Linked DNA regions of Arachis hypogaea: region 2 is linked to region 1. The links are chromatin contacts, called in public Hi-C maps. All regions are on one chromosome and are shown on one strand. Each heading gives the region's core, a stretch centred on a gene start, on an enhancer-like site or on the middle of the called end of the contact. The rest is flanking DNA. Distances are from core to core; before and after follow the strand shown.

Region 1 (6,206 bases), core at 2,624-5,123:
AGGTCTTGAAGAGCATCAGGATCTGATGCTGAGGTTGAGGCTAAAACCAGAGCAAAAGTCACCGCTAACGCTGACCCTATGAACTTCATGGTTAACTATGAACCCAAGAATGAGGAAACAAATTTGGGTGGGATGAAAGAAAACAAAAAAGAGAAGAAGAAAATGTGTATTGCTTTAAATGCTTTGGGCAAGTTGGAATAAGTTAATGAGGTTTTCAGTATTTATATAGAAAGGCACAAAGGTGAGAAGAAGACTTAGAACAGAGACAAAAGGATGATCATGAGTTGAATTTCAATACTGAATGAGTTTGGAATTAAAGCATGCAATATGCCAATTCTTAAAGCATTCCAATCAATTAGCATTGCTTTCAATTCCCCTTCATTCTAAACAAACAAACTAACGAAGTAACAAATATACTGCCATGGAAAATTTCATAACTTTTGAGAGCATAAGATATGAACAAACCTGAAAGCAAGCTGCATCAACTAATGCAAAGAGAGAGATTGAGAGCCAGGCATTGAGTCCCGAAGGGAACGGTCTTCCCCTTCAAGCAGCGAACCCGATGAGGAGGAACCCGGCAGGTATTAGCCGGAACGCCGACACAAAGAACAGGCCTGTCCTTGGAATCACCTCCTTCATAGCCACCATTGCAGTTCCCCAGAAGAAGAACGGTGATACCAGCACTGTCAATTCCCAAAGCCCTTCCGCAAGGCACTTCAATGATTCACCTTCTTCAATCCACACACAAGATAACTTTAGTTAAACAGATTTCTTTTGTTGCTGACAGTTATTAGTTAGTAGTGTGGTCCGTTACTGACATTTGCAGACTTACAGTTAGTTATTAGTTAGTTAGGGAAATTGTTACTAGTTTATTTTGGGTACAGACTGATACCTTGTTCCTTATTGTTCTCCGAAGATAACGATACGGTGCCATTTTGTCCCTGTTCTTCATTGGCAAAGGGTGCAACGCACTCGACGTCTTGGCCGGTGCCGACGCAATCTACGGCAGAAGAAGGAGGGGGATCTTGGAAGTCGAGCTGTTGTTGTTCGGTGCCGGTGGGAGTGCAGGAGACGGTGAATGGAACCGAGCTGCGCGACGGTGCTTTCAAAGCTGAAACAGTAGCTACACGATGGTCGAACAGAGCTGCGCGATACCGACGGTGGCTTCGAAGCTCGTTTCGGCGACGGCGGCGGGAGATGGACGGAGGTGAAGGAGTGAGATCGATGACGGAGAGAGGAAGGAGGAGTTCGAGGGTGATGGGAGGGATGGATTCGCGTTTGCCGTTGTGTGGAGCTAAGGTTGCTAGGTTGGGTAATTGGCTAGGGCATCCCAGCAAAACGATGGCGTCTTGTGTGCAATGCAGAGACGCAGAGACAGATGAGAGAGATTCAGGAGCAGAGAGAGACCGAGGTAGAGGATAGGAAGAGGAGAGAAGAAGATGAAGAAGACTGAAACCTTTAGAGATGTGAACGGGAAGGTTTCTGAACCTTAGATGAAAAACAATTTTAGTTTTTTGTTTTTTAATATGTTTAACATAGACGATTTTAATTTTTTGTTTTTTTAATATGTTTTTGTTTTGTTGTTTCAATTATTTGAAATTATAAAATTAGGATTAATTGAATTTTAAAATTTGATTAATTTAAAAGGGTATTTATGTATAATCAAATAAAAAAAGGATGTTTAAATCTTTTTATAAAATTAAATAAATAAATATTTTTTATTTTTATTTAATTAAAATAATGTTTTAGTAAAAGAGGTGATATACTATATATTTAAAAAAAAAATAAATGCTGACGTGAAAACTAAATTCTACATATTTTATTATTATTTGTCTATATTTTAAACGTATCAGTACAAATGAATTTATTATCGTACCGTAGCAAACATCTTTAAATTTTTACAAACACAAACTGAAATTGCCGTTAGATATAACGCAAGGGACTTGGGGACCACGAAACAGTCGCGCGTGACCTGTCTTTGTCTTTCTCTCTCTGCCGCCAGCACCTTCTACCTCTCTAAAGCTAAAGAGGCAGCTGAAATATCAGTATAGCACAGTGAAATTCAACTTCGCACCCTTCCTAGCCAATGTGCCATTGTTTGCAGTCAATACGACCCTGTTTCACTACTCCTATGACCCGCACTCCTAAGCCTTTCCAGTACTACGTTGTGGTCCATGAAACCTCCTGCCGCCACGTGTCAACAATGGTTGCTCGCGTCCCTTTCGGGTTTGGTAGTGCCCGGCCCATCCCCTTGCCACCTTTTGGGTCCTCTTCTCGGATGAGTAAATGCAATGCGCCGTGAACAGTTTGAAATGTGAGAAAGAAGGTAACTAGGAAAAAGGAAAAGTAACTTCTCATTTCCATCATTGCAAAAGAAAACAAACAGCAAAAGGGTACCTTACCCTGGCTGTGCCATGGAAATTTTAGCTCTCTAGCTATTTACTATTCTTGTGCCAATCCCTAATCTGCACCTACCATCACCTATTACCACCCATTTTTATATCCTATCCACCACCTAGCGACTTTAGTAGTGACCCATTCCTGATATTTTTTCCTCTTTTATATGTAAAAAATAAGGACAAAACGAAATAGAGATATATAATTATTATATATGGTTTTTTTTTTGGGCTTCAATTATTGTATATGGTTAGTCACCAAAAGCAAATTATTATATATGGTTTGATAAAAAGTTGGCCAAAAAATTTGATTATAGATTTATTTTTGGTGTTGTCCTCAAAGATAGGAACGTGGAGTGTTGTACTAGAGGATAGTGGCCTCATCTTAATATATATTTAATTTTTTTAATATATATTTTCTTCTAATAACTAATTCTAGGATATAATTATCATGATTGTTTATAAAAATATAAAACAAAAAAAACCACGTCGCTAAGATGCCAAGTGCGTCTGTATTGGTAACGATATGGTCATAATCCTCAACTTAAATTATTTGTAAGAATAAAAACTATAAAAATGAGACATAAACATTTAATTAAGATAAATATTTTTTGTATTAATTTTTATGTAATTTTTTGTGTATTTTTTATGATATAGAAATATGTTTTATTTTATCTTATTTGATTTTTTCTCATTTATTTTTGGGTAAAGTATTAAATTGATATTCTATATTTGAACATAATTCTGTTTTGATCTTTAAGATTTAAAGTATTCTATTTGAATATAAAAATATTTTATTTAGCATCAATTTAGTTCTACTGAAGTCAAAATTAAATAATTAACGAAATATCCTACATAACAACAGTACAAGAACAAAATCTATAATCTGGATAACAAGTACAAGCTCTAAAGACACAAAATCAACAGTTGATACATCAATACATTTATTTATTATTTTTCTTTTAATATAAATAAAATATTTTTTTATAAAACTAAAAAGAATAACAAATAAATGTATTAAATCATCAACGGTTAATTTTGTGCCTCTAGAGCTTGTATTTGTTCTCCAAATTATCGATTTTATTATTGTACTGTTGTTATGTAAAACATTACGCTAATTATTTAAATTTGACCTTACTGTAGAACTAAATTAATATTAAATATTTTTTTTAATTCAAATAAAGCACTTTAAAAACTAAAATAGAATTATGCCCAAAATAAACTTTACCCTTTATTTTTTTTCTATAAAAACTAAAAAGCGCCACAGTATTACTATTTCCCAATTCTCATTGACTTGGTTAAACAAACAAGAATAGCAAATAATATTTTATATTTAAATTTTTTTATTAATTAAATTTAACTAAATTAATTTAATATAATAAAATTTAATTATAATTAATATTATTTTAAGTCTTATTTTTAATTTAGTTAAATTTAATTTAAAAAAATAGACGTATAATATTACTATTAGCTAACATGTCCGATGATTGATTAATCTTTGTCTTATTACAGCTGGAAAAAAAAATCTCCAATAAGGTGGCACCACAATTTTCCACCCACGTTATCATCAATCCCACCCTTTGTTCATTCCCTCCCTCGATGTTCGTGTCTTTCCCTTCAAAAGAAAAAAAGTCTTCTCCCCAGAAAAACAAAAAGGTGTTTTTCCAAACCACTTCCTTTTCCTTCCTCAAAGCCCTGTCTTCAATCTCGTCACTTATTCTTAGTTCTTGATTCTTCAATAATCTTCACCGTCACTCTTCAAATTCCATCTCTTCCTTCTTCTCTTCCATCTCACTGATACGGGAATCAATTAAATGTAGTCAGAAATCAAGGTTAAAAAAGAAAAAAAAAATTCTAGTTAACAAAACATGGCTTTTCGCGACCACCAACCACACGAAATTACTTTTCAGTCCTTCACGGACGAGCAACATTTAAATCACAACAGAGACATGCAGAGGATGCTAACTCTCTCCGGCGCCGGCGATGGAGGACCGGCTCCGACGTGGCTGAACAACGTCCGGCAGCAGAATTTCCTGCACCTTCAGCCGAACGCGTCGTCGGCACGAAACGACGACGTTCGAGACATGATGGCGGCGGAAGCTACGTCAGCGGAGAAGAGCATGGATCATCGGAAGAACTACCTCCAGCAGCAGCGGACGATGACGGAAAGTAACAACTGCGACTCAGAGGATGCGGCGGAGTACAAGGCGGACATCCTAGGACACCCGCTATACGAGCAGCTGCTGTCGGCGCACGTGTCGTGTCTGAGGATCGCGACGCCCGTTGACCAGCTACCGAGAATCGACGCTCAGTTGCAGCAGTCGCAGCGCGTGGTGGAGAAGTACTCTGCGCATGGGAATAATGGTGCTCTCGATGAGAAGGAGCTTGATAACTTCATGGTTTGTCTCTTTCCTCAACTTATTCTCAAAGTGGAAAAGTCTAGGACCAGCAATTTTATTGAATTTTGGCCAGTATGTAACTAGTAGAAAAAGGTGAATTATTAAATAAAATCTCACACTAATTTTACATCATTAAATCATTATTGATAATTAATTAATGGCTAACAATCACAAAAATTACTGGTCCCTGATATTGCTCTTCTCAAAATTATCGTAGTACCTATTATCATGTTTTGGAATTTTTTTTAAATAAATTAAAAAATTATTATTTTGCAAAGTAAATTCAAATAATATTAAATATCAAAATCATTTTTTATTTGAGGTAGAAAAAGGGGATGACCATGGTCAAAATCGGATAAAAACGCTTATTCGATATATTTATATTAATTTTTAATGATAAAATTTTACATTAGCAAATTATATTTAGTAAAATTAGTTTAATTTAATTTAATTAATTTTAAAATTAGTAAATTATATTAATAATTATTAATTAGTTATTTAATATTATTTAAAATTCAAATTATAATTTATTATTTATCATTATTTAATTTAAACTCAATAAAAATATTAAAATTAAATATGAGATATAATATCAATTAAAATTCAAAACAGGAAAATGGCGAGTATGGATGTTTTTTCTTGTTTGTGCATTTGTGGTTTGTTTTTATATTTTTGAAAACTCAAAAAGTCTTCCTTTCCAACTTTCTTTCACTTCTCTGTTAGCTTGCCTCCGTCCCCGTGTCCCGCTTTGCTGCTCGAAGCTACAACATCCTCATCATGTGCTGCCACTTGTTGGCCAGCCCTCTTCCTATTTATTCTCCTATTCTCTGTTTACTTTTTTAGGTTGAGTTATGGTCTAGTTCTTTATCTTTTTTATAATTTGGCAAATACTTTTTTATATAATTTGATAAATATTAAATTTATTTAATTTAAAAAAATTCGTTTAAATATTATTATTATTATAAAAGAAACTGTTACAATAAAAAATCAAGTGATTAAATACTAAATAGAACTTTGTTAAAAAAATGCAAGGGAGATACAATTGTTATAATTAATGAATTTATTTTCATGCACTAAAATTTTTACATAAAACAACTAATGGTGAATAGACATATCAACAAAAATAATTAATTTTTAAATTATTAATTAAAAATTTATTTGAACATTTAAAGTTATTGAATAACAGTATAAAATTTGTTAGATTATTAATGTATTAAATTAAAATATAATATTATATACATATTAAAATTAATTATTAAATTAATTATTTTTATATAATATATATTAAAATATAAAATATACATTAAAAATCAGTTAAATAACATATATTTATATAAAAAATATATGGTGCTTATTTTTTTTTATGTACACATATGACCCTTTTTCTTTTAACTCAAATGTTCGATTTAGT
Region 2 (6,321 bases), core at 3,176-5,675, 240 kb before region 1:
GTACCAGCTCCCACTTCACAAGGGCCATGCCAGGTCGACCATCATCCTTCTCCCATAAGAACCTCCTTTGCTTTTCACAAGCTGAGCTTCTCTTCCACCTTTTCTATAACCGGTTTTCAAGTTTTTACAATCGCGGATTTGCTCCTAGGCTGATGCCAAGGTACCTTACCGGTAGAGCTGCCTCTTGACAACCCAGTAGCTGGCACATCCGATTAACCCACTCCTGACTGCAGTTCACTGGGATCAATTTAGACTTCTCAAAGTTAATGCTCAACCCATACATCATTTCAAAGCACCTCAAAAACCTCTTATAGTTTCTCAGTGTCTCCTCCTCCGGTGGGCAGAATAGTATAATGTCATCAGCAAATTGTAAGTGTGATAACTCTATATTATCCCTACCAACTAAGAGAGGAGATATCCAACCATTTCTAACAGCCTCTCCGATCATCCTGTTGAGCACATCCACCACCAGAACAAACAAGAACGGCGACAATGGGTCGCCTTGACGTAGTCCCCTCTCCATTTTGAACGGTTTCGATGGTGAACTATTAACCAAAATAGAGATAGAAGCCGAAGTAATACACTCCCTAACCCACGCCCTCCATTTCCTTCCGAAGCCCATCTTCTCCAGCACAGTATCAACAAAGCACCATTTGACTTAGTCATATGCTTTTTGAAGTCCAGTTTAATAATCGATGATCCCTTCTTCTTCGATTTCAACCATTGTACGGTTTCACATGCAATTAAAGCTCCACCGTGTATCTTTCTCCCCTTCACAAAGGCACTCTGTGATTCTCCGACTAAGCCTGGTATAACCTTCATCATTCGTCGTGTCATCAATTTAGAGATAATCTTATAGACACACCCTACCATACTGATAGGTCTAAGATCTTTTATCTCCTTAGCACCCACGAATTTAAGAGCCAACGCTACCCATGTGACATTAGCATTTGCTGGTAGTCGTGCTGTCTCAAAGAACTCCATAACAGCTGCCGTGAATTCCGTTCCTATCTCGTTTCAACACTTTTTTTTTTTTTATAAAATTCATGTTGTATCCATCACTCCTTGTAGTCTTAGAAGATTCACAATCCCATACTGCCTCCTTCACTTCCTCTACTGATGGTAGCGCCTCTAAGGTTTCAGCTTCCTCCCTCTCCAACCGGTTCACTAATCCGTCCATTAACAAAGATATTTAAATAATTTTTTTTGTTTCAATTTCTATATTTATCTTAAACTAAATAAGATATATACATTTCACATCAAATATAATACAAAAATTTAATTTCTATTTTTAAATTTGTCTCCGTTTCTGTCATTCTCTCTTCCAAATGTAGTCTTAGATTTTAAATTTTTTAATTGGGAGTGTTTAATCTAATTTTAGTTTGTTAAATTTTTTGGCAAGTGACCACTAAAGTGTGGCTGCTAGCAAGATGGCACCAGAGAGTGCTCAGCAAAGGTGGCCGACGAAGGACAGCTGATGGGGAGAGGTAAGGTTGTGATGCTGGTGGTGATGAGTGATACGAGGAAGAAGAGGGGTAAAAAGAGAGCGTCACTATAAGGATAAAAAAGAAACTAAAAAAAGGTTGAAATTAGTTACCAAAACTCCAAAAGTTAGTTTTCTAGTTGGACTCAATTTATACACTTTGGTGTTGAGGAAATGTGAGAATGAATCATGTTACGTGCTGGTTGTCAATGAAGGAGGATCTTAAACACCACCGGAAAATGATGCAACATTCTGCATCCAAAATCCTATTGGGGTGTTTCTTCATCTATATGTTACTTAGGGTATGTAGCAATTTGCGGAGCTCAATCTAGTGTATACAAGGGCAATGTGGTAACAACAAAATAGTCAAGTGGCGTATAAATGTTGCCAATTGCGTTTTGACAATTAGGCAAGTGATCTAAATAAAGAAAATATAGATTTCACAACACACTTCAACAAAGCCAGGGAATAAATCTGTGGAAATCAGAAAAAAATTTATGCTTAAAGTTAAGAAAGTCTCATCAGTAAACCCGCATGAGATTCGTTTCTAAAGAACACAAACCCTCCTCAGACACATCAGGTAATGTTAAAAACAAGAAAATGGAGAGAATGGAATTTTTAAAATTAAAAATAAAAAAAGAGAATCTTTTAAATAAAAAATAGTGTTATTACCTTGAAAAGAATTCGAGTATGATTTTACAAACACCAGTTCTATGAAGTCATCTGAAATTATATATACATGAAAAGAAATTATGGAAGAGATGGTGAGAGGGGAGGATGTGTAACTTTTAGCTCTCCACAGTCACTAATGTAGACAGTTGTAAGTGGCCTGTTCCATGTGGCACGAGCATTCTGAGCCCTTTCATCTCCAAAAAACTCAGCCAAGTCATTAAACTGGCGAATTCGTTCAGATGGTTGGTAAGTTGGAATGGAAGCTATCGCTGTGACAACGTCCAAACCTGCGATTAGATTCAAACACAAACTGAGCACTTGGTAAGGGCGACCGAAAATGGTACTCATGTAACTTAGCATCCAGCCTATATAATGATCAAATACTACAAGACTTCAATTCATATCGTGACATCAGATTAATACATTCATTCACTGTATAGAACTATGGACAACAAAAGGTCAAATCTTATTTTTTTTTTGAAGTATTCACTGCAGAAAGAATTCATAGTTTCTTAAAGTAAACACAACCAACCAATTTAGAGTTGTTCAATTCGACTCGTCAGTAAAAATTAGCCACAACCAGTAAACTCAACGTAATAGTATTGAGTCCAGGACTATAAACAATTTCTTATTCCATGTACAAGTACACAAATTATAAGGAAAAACCATGGGAAAGTTGAATGTGATATGCCAAAACCCCCATTCTGATAATTCCTCTTTCTCATTTATTCTTCTCTATCCTTACGCTTCCTAAATATCCTTCATATGTCCTTTCAGGCTGACAAATGAAACATTGTAACCGATGTAGTCGACTTCACATATTTAGATTGTATACCATTTAATTTCCTTCTGGTAGGCATGCTTTTATTTTGCTATACCAAATTAACATCCTATAGCACACTCAACTGCTGATAACTATAGTTATAGCATTTTTTTTTATTAGAACCAGAGAAAAGCAATCCTGTTCAAGCATTTAACACACTACACAGTCTACACTTAGCATACTGAAATACTTATTTACTAACACTTAGCATTTGACGACCTAAGAAGAACCATTAAAGTAGGGATTTGATTTCACTCATTATGAGTCAAAAAAATATATGAAGCAAGTTTCACTCTGTATCAAAGTTAGGATACCAGGGAATACATGAGTTTCATAAATGATATGTGTACACCGAATATTTGTATACAAATCCATTTGTTGTTTAATTTATTTTTAATATGTATTTGTATTTCAATATGTATTTTATATTAGTAACTAATTTTGGAATACATCTAGTATAATTGAGGAGGTTTTATTGAACTTCTTACCAGTACTACTAATCAGCCTTATCATTTTCATTTTCATTTTTTGTAATTGTATTTCCTTCTCCCCCCTCCCTTTTTCTCTCTGTTCAATTTGATACTATAACAAACTAACATTCCAACAAATTCCATAGCATGGAAAATTGATTTACCTTCTAGCACGGTTCCAAAGACAATGTTCTTATAATCAAGGTCAGGGCAAGGGCCAGGTCCAGTGGTGATCAGGAACTCAACGTTGCGGTAACCAGGGTCAAGCTTGATCTCGTCATCGTCGTCGTTCTCGGAAAGCGAGAGCGAAACGACACCGGGCCGTGAGTGCATCAGGGAGAAGGCCTTAGAGTCGACAGTCTCGGTATTACGGGCGAGGTCATGGGGTGGGCGGACCTCGCCCTTGTCAGGCCTGCCCTGCCGGCCGGCAAGGAAGTAGCGTCCAGGAAAGATCTTGTGGACGAGAGTGTTCTTGTAGGAGGAAGCGCTGGAGTTGGAGCCGAGGCACATGGACTTGAAATTTGAGACGGTTAGGGGGAGGAGGTTGCCGTAGAGGCCCAGGACGATGCGCCCCAGTGGGGTGGACTCGGAGCAGAGGGTGGAGAGGTTGTCACCGAGGGTGCGGTTGGGGAGGAAGTAGTTGGGACAGAGGCTGAAGTCCATGAAGATGCGGTCGGTGATGGTGGGGTTGGGAGGCTGGGGTGGTGTGGTGGTGGTGGCGGAGAGGGTAGGGGCGAGAGGGACGGAGAGGGTGGTGGTAGTGGTGGCGAGGAAGAGGAGGGAGCGGCGTGTGAGGTTGGGGTGGTGGAGGAGAGAGGTAGGGGTTGGTGTTAGAGAGAAGCCCATGGACGCGACCAAGTGAACATGGTTCGGGTTCGGACGTTCAGTTATGCGGCGGAGAAAACTAGAGGATGCCAGTGGGGTCTACTTCTGAGACTCAGTTATACTGTGCTTCATAAAATTATCTGTTCTTGTGTGTGTTTGGATTACAGTTTATAAATGGGAGTTTGTATAAAATTGATTTTGCAAACTTGATTTTGATGAAAAGTAAATTTGTATTGAAATGATTTATGTTTGGCTATCTTTATATCAAAATGGATTATAGTAAAATAAATATTGTTTGGATTACACTATTTAAAATTACTTTTAGATAAAAAAATTACTAAAATAGTCATTAACTTAAATAAATTTTTTTATATTATCCAATTATTTTAATTTAGATATTTGAATAATTTTATTAATTAATTTTATAATAAAATTAATATTTATTTATTAAAATAAAAATAACATATAAAAATTAGCAAAATATATTGTATATTAAAAATAAGAAATATGAATTATATATATAAGAGTATTTAATCAAATATATTATATTTTTTCAAATTTTAAATATTAACGTGAAAATATTAATTTAGTATTTTTTTAACATTGTATTTTTGTTTTAATACTCTCAATAATCTTATTCTTAACATTATTTTGGAATCCAACGTTTATAATTTTATTAATATCTATGATTAATTTTTTATTTAATTTATCTTTTTTTTAATGGAATCATAATTTATATTATAAAAAAATTACAATAAAAAATTGTATATACCAGAATTATAATTATACAAAAGAATACTAAAAATAATAAAATTAAATATTTATCCTGGTAGAGATGGAAACAAATCTAAAAGTTCTTGATGATGTATTTTATATAGTATATCTTTAGTTCTTTTAGTACTCTTTTTTAGTACCTATAATTTTTTACTATTATTATTATTTATGGGTAATTTTTTTGTTTAATTAAACTTTACCTAATGTGATCAATAAATTATATTATGAAAAGATAATAATAAATATAATATAAAAAATCACAATTATAAGAGTGTATAATGTCAAATAAAAATTTAACAAAAAAATAAAAATAATAAATAATAGAAAAAGAGAGTTCATATAAGGAGAAATAATAAGAATTCCATAAATAATACAATAACATGTCTGAAGTATAAAATTGGTAAAGAAAAGATAGATGTTTAATGTAAATGGCTAAAAGCCCGTTAGTGAAATGCAGAAGTTAGAAATTGTTGCTTCTGGCAAACTCGGGTTTGACATCAAAATCACTTCTACGTTTGGCAAATCAAAAGTTAGTCAAACAAATAATTGAAACTTTCAATGAATTTAAACGTGCTTTTTCTCTTCAAACAAATTTGCCAAACACACCCCTTGAAATTGGATTTGTTTATAAATAATAGAGTAACGAGTAATCATGTTATCCATTTTCACAAAGAGGCAGATGTTTTTTATTTAAAAAAAAAACTCCCCGTTGTTAATATTTTTATTTTACAATAATATGATTTTTCTAGTAAAAAATCTATTTAATTTTTTAAAAATTTTATTTTTAATTTGTAGGAGTTTTAAACATTTACAAAATTCTTTTTAATAATATAACTATGGTGACTAACTACATGATTAGTACTATCACTTTTTTCATCCTCATCATTATCATTTTTATTTCTACTATTTTTATTGTGTAATCATACTTTATTACCATTGTTATCTTCTCTATTGTAATAATCACCAATACAAATATCATCAATATTAATGTTATCTTATTTCATTTTTTATTCGATACTATTTTTTTCTTTTAAAAATTCTTTGTACTGCAATTACTTTTTCTTTTCTGTGACATCATTTTCAACAATGGTCTTTCTCTATTTTATCACCACCGGTGAAAAAATTTTTCAAAAATAAATTTATTCATAGTTTGTGTGAGTTTAAATTTCCCACAAATTACAAAAAATCTCACAAAAATATTTTTTATTATTATTTAACAGATTTTTTAACAGAAGAAGCATATTATCCTAAAATAAAAATGTTGAGCGCTGAAA

Evidence for each region. A called contact is a pair of places that touch in the nucleus more often than the background predicts.
Region 2: a Hi-C map of leaf shows a contact between it and region 1, with 5 times the contacts expected there. The contact joins the promoter of LOC112790563 here to the promoter of LOC112790561 in region 1. A contact is called at or near these places in 3 of 8 Hi-C or Micro-C datasets (leaf and an unstated tissue).

The regions. Positions count from the first base shown.
Region 1 is chr3:83,956,671-83,962,876 of arahy.Tifrunner.gnm2.J5K5, reverse strand. It overlaps LOC112790561 (homeobox protein knotted-1-like 2), which reads left to right and starts at 3,873. Exons shown (of 6, transcript XM_072233153.1): 1 at 3,873-4,795. The coding sequence starts at 4,265. LOC112790562 (rhicadhesin receptor) reads right to left here and starts at 427. Exons shown (of 2, transcript XM_025833014.3): 1 at 1-427. The coding sequence starts at 89.
Region 2 is chr3:84,192,179-84,198,499 of arahy.Tifrunner.gnm2.J5K5, reverse strand. It overlaps LOC112790563 (peptidyl-prolyl cis-trans isomerase CYP28, chloroplastic), which reads right to left and starts at 4,425. Exons shown (of 2, transcript XM_025833015.3): 1 at 3,613-4,425; 2 at 2,130-2,442. The coding sequence starts at 4,294. The coding sequence ends at 2,234.